3 separate regions of the Mus musculus genome follow, and regions 2 and 3 are each linked to region 1. Evidence: chromatin contacts called from public ChIA-PET data. All regions are on one chromosome and are shown on one strand. Each heading gives the region's core, a stretch centred on a gene start, on an enhancer-like site or on the middle of the called end of the contact. The rest is flanking DNA. Distances are from core to core; before and after follow the strand shown.

Region 1 (3,975 bases), core at 701-3,200:
AAAATGATTTATTTGGCCATAAACTTCCACAGCACGGTCCATCATCAAAGGAAGTCAGGACAGGAACCCAAGCAGGGCAGGAACCTGGAGGCAGGAGCTGAAGCAGAGGCCATGGAAGGGTGCTGCTTACTGGTCTGCTCAAACTGCTTTCTTATGGAACTGAGGTCCACCAGCCCAGGGATGGCCCCACCCACAATGGGCTGGGCCATTCTCCAAAAATCACTAATTAAGAAAATGCCCTACAGCAGAATCTTATGGAGACATTTCCTCCATTGATGGTCTCTCTCTCTCCATGATTCTAGCTTTTGTCAAGTTGACAAAGAATCCAGCAGTGTGTGTGCATGTCATATCCATGTGTGGAGAATTTGCAAGGGTCAGTTCTCTCTCACCATGTGTGTCACAGAAACTAAGCTAAGGTCATTCGGCTGGTGGCATGAGCTGTTACCCAGAATCATCTCAGCAGTCTTAGTTTTAATATCCATATATGAAAATTTTTTTACGTGGGCAGCCTTCTTGGCACACATTAATTGTGCTGGAATTTTTGTTCTCAGCTAATGTGTGAGGCTTCCCTTGTTCGTTTAATTTTATCTTGCCTTATACCTGGCTTTCCTAGTTCCTTTGTATAGTCTGAACCCCACAAGGTACATCTCAGCATACAGTAGGTCTCTACAGAGAACTTGGGCATGTTAGCTGAATGGAAGACCACCTGCCTGCCATATGTGTTGCCCTAGGTTCCACCCCTGTACAGAAGTAGACAGATGCCTGAATGGGGGTGGGGAGGGGTGTCTCTCACCCTCCAGTCCCAACTGCTCAAGAGGATGAGACAGAAGGATCGTTCTTTGGGAAAGTGACATATCTGTTAAGCGTTATTAAGTGGGGGGGGGGGGGGGAACTACCTAGGGTGGAAGGGGCCCTGAAGGAGAACACCCAGAAGGTCCCATAAAGACCTCAGCAGTACCAGGCCAGTTTTAAGCAATACAGACTAGACAGTTCAAGTTATCTTCGGTGTTGAAAGCCCAGTGGGCAATGCGCTTGCTACGCAAGCACGAGGACCTCAGTTGGTATTCCCAACATCCACACAGAAGCCAGGGATAGCTGTTGGCATCTGTAACCATAGGGACAGGGAGACTGAGAAGGAGGATCCCTGGGAGTTGTTGGCTAGCCACTATGTCGCGTCCCTAGTTTCAGGTTCACTGTCTCATAACTAAGGTGGAGCGTGAGTAAGGAAGACATCTGATAACCTGGGACCTCCTAATGTACCCCACCCACCCCCGCACACACAAAGGTTAAGAAAAATTTGTTGGGATAGTTCAATGAGTAAAGGCGGTGCCGCCAACCCGTATTACCAGAGTTCAATGCCGAGGACCAACACGGAGGAAGGCGAGAATGAAACCCCTCAAGTTGTCCTGGATCTCATTTTCACATCTACCACACCAACCAATAAACCAATGGGGAATGTCCAACCTCTGCCTTGCTAGCTCTCAACTTTTATAATCGGAGTAAGTACACTGTCTAGCGTTTCAAAGACCCTCTGTCTACTCTCCCCACAGCAGGGGAAACTGAGGCCGCCTCGGAACGCGCCTGCGGACTCCCTCCGCTCCGCACAGCCGGCCCGGACGCCCAGAGAAACCACTTTCCCCCATTCTGAGCCCTGGGATTCTCACGCGGGGCGGACGGCTTGGCTCACAGCTGAGTCACCCAGATCTCAAAAGTTTCCTCCAAATCTTTCCCGCCCGGGGACCGGAAAAAAAAAAAAAAAAAAAAGTCCGGATGTCCCAAGGCCAGATCGTCACACAGCCTGGCCGGAAAAAGCCCACAGAAAGCCCCAGAGGTCGTCCCACTCCCAGGCCACAGAGAGGACAGCGCAGAGGGTCGCCCTGGGAGGCCAAGCCCCGCCCCTGCCCGCAGCGGAAACCGGAAGCAGCCGCCGGCCCCGCTAGCCCTGCGGCGCCGAACTCTGTAGTCTCGGAAGCTCGCAGGATAGGGGAGAAGATGGCGGAGGAGGAGTGAGTGCGCGGCTTCGGGTAGCGGAGGCGGCAGGGCCGGGCCGGCGGGCGACAGCGGGCCTGGAGCGCCCGGGTGGAGTGGCGCGGGCCCACCTAGCCAGGGTTGGCGGGGGGCGGGATGAGAACATGGGCCCTGAGGCCTCCCGGAGGTCCGACATTGCTGACCACGCGCAGGCCTGGCGGAAGCCGCGAACGTCCTTCCTGCTCCCGGTTTCCGGTTATCTCAGGGTTCCCTGGCTCTCCTCCTCCTGATCCAGGAAGTTCTCCCGTTGCCACGAGCAGCCCCTGGCATCCCCCGTAACCATCAGCAACCTTCATTGTTCTTGTCTGCCCCCAGCAGGTTTCTTTGATTCATTGACTGCTAGTTGACCGTTTTTCTCGGCCCTGGGCGTCAGGAGCCGCCCGCAGGGAGCCGCCACGAGGCTTTAGTGGGAGACTTTTGTGTGGACTGGGTGTTTTTGGACCTTGCCAGATGCTTGGATGGAAATTGGGTAGCATGAGGGAAGAGGAGCCCACCCTAGGTGGGAGAAAGACGTCTCGTGACCCGCAGCTTGAAATCTTAGAGGAGAGATGGGGAAGATGACGTGTTAAAAAGGCCCGAGTCCATCTTCATGCTTGGCAGGACACTGTTGTGTGTTACAAATTCTCTCTTTGAAATGAGCCCCAGAAAATTAACAAGGAACCCCTTAATTGATACCGAACTTTAACTAAGAGCATTTCAGGTAGCTCTTCGGCCACTGAGGAGCGAAAGTCATTAGATCTTGTTGTGTAGCTGTACTGTCCCAGACATTCACATAGTCTCAGCAGGACAAGATAAAAGAGGTAATACAGAGCCAAATGCTTTGAGATGTGGGCTTGAAGCTTGATCAGTTTATGGGGTCCTGGAATGAGGCAGTGCTCAGTGGTCACAATTCCATCACTACTACATTAGTTTACAGACCTAACCTTAAGAGCACAGGCGGAAGCCTTGCATAGAGTGGGATGTTCCAGAGCAGGAAACTTGAGCCATTTGAGATTCCAGAAGGGTTTGGTAGGGTAGGTTAGGGCATTCTAGGGAGAAAAACGGGGCAGATTCAGCTGACTTGGTCAGTTAAAGGCTGGAATCTTGCCCACCATTCCTGAGGTCAATCCCTAGTTTAGTCAAACACACACACTGCACCCAAAATTCAAGGAGATTGTAGACTAGGAAAGTAAATAATACTGAAACTGGGGTGTAGGGAGACTCCAGTTCCACCCTAGAAGTCTGTTTGTGTTTTTCTTTTTGAGACAGGTTCATGTAGCCCATAAAACTGGTCCTCACTGAGTATCAGTATGTAGGCCAGGGTGACCTTGGTCTTGAACTCTTAGCTTTCCTGCATCTGTCTCCCAAGTGCAGAGATTACAGGCATGGATTAACATACCCTGCTACCCTCGTTAAGTTCAAGGGGCAGAGAGCATCCTCCTCCCCCCAACCCCAGACAAGGTTTCTCTGTGTAGATCTGACTATCCTGGAACTTGCTCTGCTGGCCTCCAGCTCAAAGAGATCTGCCTCTGTTTTTTGAGTACTGGGGTTAAAGACATGTACCACCACACCCACACCTGCCTGCCTTTGTTTTCTGTTGTTTTGGGTGGGGAGAAAGGGATTGCAGGTGATCTAGAGTCTGCTGCATGCCGGGCAGGTGCTCTACTCATTTACATAAGACAGGGTTTCACTGTGCAGTTCTGGTTGGCCTGGAATGCTTCCTTGATAGGCCGAAAACTTGTTGGCATTGATTAAGGCATGTGCCGCTGTGCCCACCCCTTTTACTTTATAGTTGAGACAGGGTCTCTCACTAAGTTAGTGAGACCTGGGCTGGCCTTGAGCTCGCTAGCCCCTGCCAGCTTTGAACTTATGATCCTGTTGCCTAGCCAACTGTTCCGTAACCCCAGGCTTTACATTTTTGTTCGCCTATGCTAACATGTAGCTCAAGCTGGTATTGTAGCTGAAAAT
Region 2 (3,553 bases), core at 970-3,469, 520 kb before region 1:
CACCTCCAGCTCTGTGGGAAACAGCGCTCTCCTCTGGCCTCTTTGGGCACTGCATGCATGTGGCACACAGAAAAGAAAAAAACCTTAACATTAAATATACATATATTTGGACTAGAGAGGTGGCTCAGAGGTTAAGAGCACTGTCTGCTCTTCCAGAGGTCCTGAGTTCAATTTCCCAGCAACCACATGGTGGCTCATAACCATCCACAATGAGATCTGGTGCCCTCTTCAGGCATGCAGGCATACATGCGGGCAGAATATTGTATACGTAATAAATAAATAAATCTAAAAAAAAATTACCTAGCAACAGAGCCTGGTGGTGGTGGCAGTGGCACATCTTTAATCCCAACATTTGGGAGATGGAGTCAACCAGATCTCTGTGAGTTCGAGACCAGCCTAGTCTACAGCTCTGTCTTCCAGGACAGCGACAGCTACACAGAAAAACCCTGTCTCGAGAAGTCATAAGCAAACCAAACCAATCAAACAAAAAACCCCAGAACATCTTTACTGAGCAGCTGGGGTGTGCTGAGTGTTGGAGGCACGGCTATAAAGAAGAGCAGTAAGACTTAAGCTCTTGTGTAGAAGAAACACAAGAAACTCACACGCCTTGCAGACAGCATGAGGAGGAGGGCTGAGGGTAGAAGCACTTGCTGCCAAGACTGAGGGCCAGGGTTCAATCCCTGGGACCCACAAGCTGGTGAGACCTGACCTCACACAGCTACCATGGCACCCACGCACCCCTCCTGTTACATAAATTAACTCAGGATGATAGAATGAAGTCAAGCCAACCAGGTAAGATACAGAAAACCCAGTTTAGGGCTGGCGAGATGGCTCAGTGGTTAAGAGCACCGGCTGCTCTTCTGAAGGTCCTGAGTTCAAATCCCAGCAACCACATGGTGGCTCACAACCATCCGTAATGAAATCTGATGCCCTCTTCTGGAGTGTCTGAAGACAGCTACAGTGTACTTACATATAACAAATAAATAAATCTTAAAAAAAAAAACAGTTTAATGAGAACCTTACATAAACAATGCATGCTTTTGAGGGTAAGCGTTCCCATGAAGTATCGATTATGAAAATGAGTGTTTGTGACCTGGAATTCATGGCAAGCTAGGCAGCCTGTCCTTTACTGGCTAAAACGCAAAGTGAGCCAGCTACTCCTGGACCCAGAGACAGGAAGGAACACATATCAGTGCAGTAAAGTGGGGTAAGCTTGTAGCAGAGAGGAACAGAGAAGGCAAGCTAAGCTGGCTTCTTCAGCCCGGTCTTACTACAGAACACTAGGCTTCAGTCTTGATCAAAAACCTGCTTCTAGACCTTCACCTTTCTTTGCTTGCGAGGCGTACAGTCACACAACTGTCTCCTGGCTTTTGAAAAGATAAGATTTCTCTTGTTCAAGGGTCAAATGAACATCCCAGTTACCTTTAAGTTGCCACCAACTACATCGTCGTCTGAAAAAAAAAATTTTTTTTTGAGAAAGGATCTCACTGTGTAGCTATGCCTGGCCTCTGTGTAGACCATGCTGGGCTTAAATAAATGGCGATTGTCTTGCTTCTGCCTCCCAAGTGCCAAGTGGTAACAAGCATGAGCCATCGCCTTCAGCTTCTGAAATCATGTGTGTGTGAGTGAATGAATGTGGGTGTCTTCATCCATTGCTCTCTTAGTTTTCAAGGCTGGATCTCTTATGGAAACAGAAGCTCACCAATTAGCTAGACAGGCCGGCCAGTAAGCCCCAGCGATCTTCCTGTGTCTGCCTCCCCAGGTACGGAATTGTAGTCAGGCTGGCTTTTATGTGGGTGCTGGGGATTCGAACTCCCGTCTTCTTCCTTGCGCAGCTATCACTTGCTTAACCAAGCGTGCTATCCCCTAGCTTGAAATTCTTACTCATTCGTTTATTCTATTTGTCCTAGAACAGACGCTCTGCTCTGTCCCTTCGCTCAGGCGTGAACGAGCACGTTCCATCCAACAGTTAGAAGCCACTAGGAGCCACTCGCAGAACCTGCTAGGGTCTGAGGAAAGAAACCCAAAACAGAAGCCTGCGTCAAAAGGCACGGTCTCTTGTGACGTCACCGCAGACCCGAGCAATGGTTCCGATTGGCCCTCGCAGCCGGGGTGGGGCCAAAGCATTCCTGGCTCCACCCCGCGTCCCGGTCTCACTCGCACATGCGCAGTGGCCGCCACCTTAGCCGCCGCGCCATTTTGCCAGGGTTTGAATGTGAGGCGGAGCAGCGGCTGGAGTGGGGTAGTGTCGGCTGCAGCTCTCGCTTGGGATTCCCTCCTCGGTCTCGGCGTCCCCACGAGGTGAGGCATGGAGCGAGCAGGGTGGCCGCGGGGACGCGGCTGAGGGAGGGGCCGATCGCTGGGAGGTGGATCTGGGCCTCAGCCCGAGGACGCGCGCCTGGTCTTCCCCGCACGCCGCCTCTGGGTCGGGCCTGACCGCTCCGGGAAGCTGGGGCAGCTTGGGGCTCGGCCTCACGCGAGCTTCTCGAGCTCCCGCCCCTTCCCTTCCAGCGTTGCTGGGATTGGTCGCGCCGCCGCGTAGGCGTCCGCGGATTGGTCAAGCCCGCGCGTCCGTTCTCGGCGCGCCGGGGCCCGCAGCGTGAGCGCTGTTCCGCGCCGAGGCCTGACCTGGCCGAGCCGGTCTGGGTCCCTGGTTCTAAAAGAGGCCGGAGATCGCCCACTCTGACTTCGCGGGGCTTTGGCCTCCGCCAGAGTGGACTTGGCCCTCGGGTTTCAGCTGGCTGTGACGTTCGTGTCCCTAGGACCTAAGGAACCTACAGGCGAATGGTGTTCCCCTGCCTGGGGCTCGCCGGCTTTCCAGTTAGATAATCTGTCCCCACGCACACTCCGTCTTTCCCTAGGAGTGTAATTCAGAGCTAGTCCTTGCCTCTCTACGAATTTCCTAGTTTTTAAATAATTAGGTGATGCTGGGCGTGGAAACCGTGCTCCCTCACGTGTTGAACAATCTCTTCCACTGAAATGGCATTTTTACCCTCTCCTCAAACTTACGATTCTTCACTTGCATATTCGGTTAAGTGGCTTGAAGGTTCCGCTGACTGCAGGCTGTGTTTCCCAGAGGGCTCGCCTGAACTGCTGACCATGGCCATTCGTCTCTCCATAAGCACTGTCGCCTCCATGACCGGCTCTTTTAAGTATTCATAGTCCCGTCCTGTATGCTAAGTCCCCAGCTTTCGTGATGTTAGAAGCAGCTGACCTCAGATCTTGGCGGGGCTGCCTCCCTCCCTGCCTTTCAAGTTCCCTTCTTAGGGAGGAGTTCTCAGTTCTCACTGCGATGGCCACATCACCCACGTTTATGTGTCCTGTAGCATTGACCTTATATGTAGTAACTACTGCTTGTTTCTCACGGTTCTCATCTGCTCTGAGTTATCTTTAAGGATAACTTTTTATTGCTGGGTCCCATGTATGAGAGCCACATGGTGAATGCTCTGTTATTTTATGAAGACATGGAAGGTATCTGTCTGTCTGTCTATCTATTTATTTTGGATAAAGGGTCTTTCATAGCCCAGGCTAGACTTAGAGCGTTATCTTTCTA
Region 3 (3,689 bases), core at 949-3,448, 660 kb after region 1:
AAGGTGTGACCCGCTCAGGGCAGAGGCAGGAGAAAGGTGAGATTGGAGGTCCTGTGCTTTCTGGCACATCGGTTTTCAGAGTGGCCCACGGGTCCACTGGCACCTGGAAACCTCGCTAGGGGAATTTCCAAAGTCATATTGTTCTCATGAAGGCGTCGCATCTCACCTTCCTTGTCTCAGAAGCAGATGATGGAGTTTTCCGCAAAAGACAGGACAAATGATGACATCATCTTTACCTGCTTGGAATATGTATTGTGCATTGTTTTAAACGCGTTTCTGGTTTAGTTCCAATACAATAAACACTCATAGGCATTCACAAACTTGGAGGTTCCCTGTAATGTTTAGTTTCAGGGGTCCTGGGACCCAAAGAGCTGTAACTGCTGGGCTGATGCTGTTGACCAGGGTACTGGGCCTGTGGCTGCCCCTCAAAACCACAAATCTTCTTTCCACCACACAGGTATGGGTTGGGAAGGCAGTGTGAGATTCAGCTTGAGGGACAGTCTCTCTCTCTCTCTCCAGGACTTCCACCCCAGAATGGCCAGGGAAACCTTAAAATCGCCTACCAACAGCTGGTGAAGAGATTCGTTCAAGGGGAAAGGGGCTTCTTATCTTTGAAGCTACAGGGTGTAGCCTGGAGAAGCCACAGATTCGGCTCCTCTTGTCCCCAAATACATACATGAGCGCATGACAAGAGCCTGGCTCTCCCAGGGTGAACAAACAACTGAGCAAAGCCAGGGTATCCCCGCCACTGGGTAGCTTTCATTGTACATAGAGTAACGCTGTTTCAAGTGCACGTGCACGAAGGAAAATAGAAAAGCTGAACCCCATCACAGCGGAAAGATGTTAGATTCTGTGGTCCAAGGGGAGAGTGGGCAGGAGTGAAGGCCCCTGATCAGCTAGCTCTTCAGCCCTCTGTGGGGTAGGAGGGTCGTCGAGGGAGACTTTCACTTTTCTCCTAGCACCAGCAAGACCAATGGGTAAACAAAACAGAGAGAGAGGCAGCAGCCTCAGTGTGGGGCGCTCAGAGATTAGGAATTGGTGTTGTTACCCCAGGACACAGCTCGGTCACTGGGGGAACAGAACACAGCCCAGAGGCTGGCGTTGGTGCAAACAACAAACGGGCAAGAAATTGCTCCACAGAGAGACGACTTCAGCCTCAGAGGGCGGATGGTGAGGCCCGCAGGGAGCCAGGGCCTGTGGGGACCATCGCAGGCCTCAGCTCCCTGGTCCTCTCCTGATACCCAGGGCACCCTCGGGACAGGGAAGATCTAGAGCAGTGGTTCTCAACCTTCCTAATGCTGTGACCTCGCATTCTGATGACCTCCAGCCATAAAATGATTTTCCTAGCTACTTAACTGTAATTTTGCTACTGTTATGAATCGCAATGTAAATATCTGTGTTTTAGGTCTCAGGTGACCCCGGAGGAAGAGTCGTCCTGGGGTCAAGAGCCCACAGGTTGAGAAGCGCTGATTGAGACGAAAGTGCAGTTTCCAGGCCTAGACATCCCCCCACCCCCGACCCCCAAGCTTCTCCCTCTAATGACTGCTGCAGAGGCGGGAAAACTTGAAACTCTTTCCACAATAGTTTCAGGGGGCCGCCAAGAAGCCGCAGCATGGGGGGGGGCTCAGGCCGAAGAGGGGCCCCAGATGCCCAGTCACCCCACATCATCACGGCAAGGGAACGGCTGTACACACATTCCAAGCAGGTGACTAGGGCGCGTTAAAGATACGGGCGCTCCCGACCCGACCCAGCCGGCGAAAACGCTCGCGCGCATGCGCAAAATACACACCCTCCTGAACGGCAGTCCAGGTGCGCTCGCGCTTCCGGCCGGCCTTCCCCATCGCCTTCTCGGGGCGGAAACTCTACAGCCGGCGCATGCGTCCTACTGCTCCCCCGGCTCAATCCAGAGAGGCCCCAGAGCTTCAGGTGATCCCGCCCCTCCCTCGCAAGGCAGGACCAATCGCGAGGGCTGTGGGCGGGGCTTCCCAACCACGAGGCCCGCCCACGGGCCGCGCGAGCCCCGCAGGCTGCGTGCCGATTGGCTGACGCCGCGGGCGCAGGTGCGCGCTTCCCATTGGGTGTGGGCGGAGCGCAAGCCGCGCGCCGAAGCTGCAGGTGAGCGCGCGCACGTGCCGCGGCCGCGGCCCAGCTCGGTGCACGAGCGCGCGGGCGCGCGTCCGCGGGGGAGGCAGCGGATAAGGGAGGCTGCGGCGGCTGTAGGGCTGTGCTCCGCCCTCTCCTCACCGCCGCGGCCGCCGCCGCCCCCGAGCCTCGCTGGGAGGGACCGGTGTCCCCGCCTGCTGCACTGGCAGTCCGACCCTCAGGCCGCCGCGGAGCAGCCGGCACTGCGCTGCGGGGAGGACCTCAGCAGGTGCCGTGACGAGGCGCCGTGCGGCGCTTCGAGTCCCGAGCCCGCGCTCCGCGGCCCCGCCGCCCGCGCTCCCGAGGGCCGGCCCCCGACGAGGCCGCCGGCGGCCGGGCACTCAGCATGAACCGCGGCCACCGGCACGGGGCGAGCAGCGGCTGCCTGGGCACCATGGAGGTGAAGAGCAAGGTGCGCGGCCGGGCGGGGCAACGGGGGCGAGGGCCGGTGGGATGGTCGACGCGGGGCTGCCCCGTGAGGACGCAGAGTGGCGGGATGGTGGACCTCGGCTGCCCCTGTGGGAACGCGGGCGGAGGGCGAGCTGCTGGCCGAAGCACGTAGGAGAGAAACTTGGTGGAGCGCGGCGATGTGAGGCGTTTGCGTCTGCTCCGCAGCACAGCCCCTGTTTTCTATCCTTCATATTCCCGCCTTGCTTTTAGGGTGGGATGAGGATCGCTCCAGTGCAAGGTGATGGGATAACTTTGGGGGATCCCTTCACCCCGGGCACGAGCCAGAGGCTTTCGGAACACCTTGTTGTCTTCTCGTATAACCTTTTATTGGGGCTCGGGGGTACATCGAGTGGAGGAGAGCTCTTTTTCCAGCCCTAACTTTGGTATGCGTCTAATCTATGAAATTAGCGCTATCGCCTTACTCTGGTGCTGCGCTTGACAATTTGAGACGCTGCTGTTTTCATTCCGACTCTTCATTCGGAATGCTTTCCCCCTTGGCGGATCTGCCAGTCTTCTGTTAGTGACTTCAGTGTCGGTGGGATTCCTCAATCCCAAGGCCGGGTGAGCAGAGTAGCCCGTGGGGATTAGCTGGAGAATGCCGTCTTCCAAAAGGGGCTTTTCAGATGGAATCTGAAGGTGATCCGTAGCCACCGGAACATGTCGCCAAGCTTCTCCTGACTTTGAACGGCCAGGAGGGGCAGGATTATGTAGCCTGGTTCTCGGAGAGTTCTGAAATGATAAGAAACCCTGCTTTTAAAGGGTGTGACTTCCCCCAAACTCGGCTGTAGGACCAGGTCTTGCCGATGGCTTTTTACTGAGCAACTTGTAAAACGGTGGTAGAGGGCATTGCTGACCGTGAGAATTTAGAGCAAAATTGTGGCTAGACACACAGAAGGAGCGGTGTATCGAACACCCACTGCAAAAATAAGAAGCGTGGTGGTTAAGGGACCCCTGGGGGAATGTCGGTCCGGGAAGTGGGGTGAGTGAGGAAAGCTACCTGGAGCCTTTGTGGTTCCTGGGCTTGAGAGCAAAGTTCTGTAACTAAGAATCACAGATCTACATTTGCTTTTAATTTGGGGGGATTTTTGTTTGTTTGT

What was found. ChIA-PET counts read pairs in DNA pulled down with a chosen protein or histone mark.
Region 2: an RNA polymerase II ChIA-PET map of memory CD8 T cells shows a contact between it and region 1, with 26 read pairs. The contact joins the promoter of Cse1l here to the promoter of Slc9a8 in region 1. A contact is called at or near these places in 5 of 39 promoter capture datasets (the C10 cell line, hippocampal neurons, liver and 2 more), 1 of 484 Hi-C or Micro-C datasets (embryonic stem cells), 2 of 115 datasets of contacts at active chromatin or transcription factors (memory CD8 T cells and pancreatic cancer cells) and 1 of 9 other capture datasets (liver).
Region 3: a contact with region 1 is called in an RNA polymerase II ChIA-PET map of memory CD8 T cells, with 27 read pairs. The contact joins the promoter of Pard6b here to the promoter of Slc9a8 in region 1. A contact is called at or near these places in 4 of 39 promoter capture datasets (the SN4741 cell line, liver and pre-B cells), 1 of 484 Hi-C or Micro-C datasets (CD4 T cells), 1 of 115 datasets of contacts at active chromatin or transcription factors (memory CD8 T cells) and 1 of 9 other capture datasets (pancreatic islet).

What each region holds. Positions count from the first base shown.
Region 1 is chr2:167,419,760-167,423,734 of GRCm38.p6, forward strand. It overlaps Slc9a8 (solute carrier family 9 (sodium/hydrogen exchanger), member 8), which reads left to right and starts at 1,951. Exons shown (of 17, transcript NM_148929.3): 1 at 1,951-2,006. The coding sequence starts at 1,993.
Region 2 is chr2:166,903,877-166,907,429 of GRCm38.p6, forward strand. Cse1l (chromosome segregation 1-like (S. cerevisiae)) reads left to right here and starts at 2,220. Exons shown (of 25, transcript NM_023565.3): 1 at 2,220-2,301. It overlaps Gm31204 (a long non-coding RNA gene), which reads right to left and starts at 3,418. Exons shown (of 3, transcript XR_866966.3): 1 at 1,703-3,418.
Region 3 is chr2:168,078,806-168,082,494 of GRCm38.p6, forward strand. It overlaps Pard6b (par-6 family cell polarity regulator beta), which reads left to right and starts at 2,199. Exons shown (of 3, transcript NM_021409.2): 1 at 2,199-2,554. The coding sequence starts at 2,489. Gm39990 (a long non-coding RNA gene) reads right to left here and starts at 1,921. Exons shown (of 2, transcript XR_867010.1): 1 at 1,695-1,921; 2 at 1-955.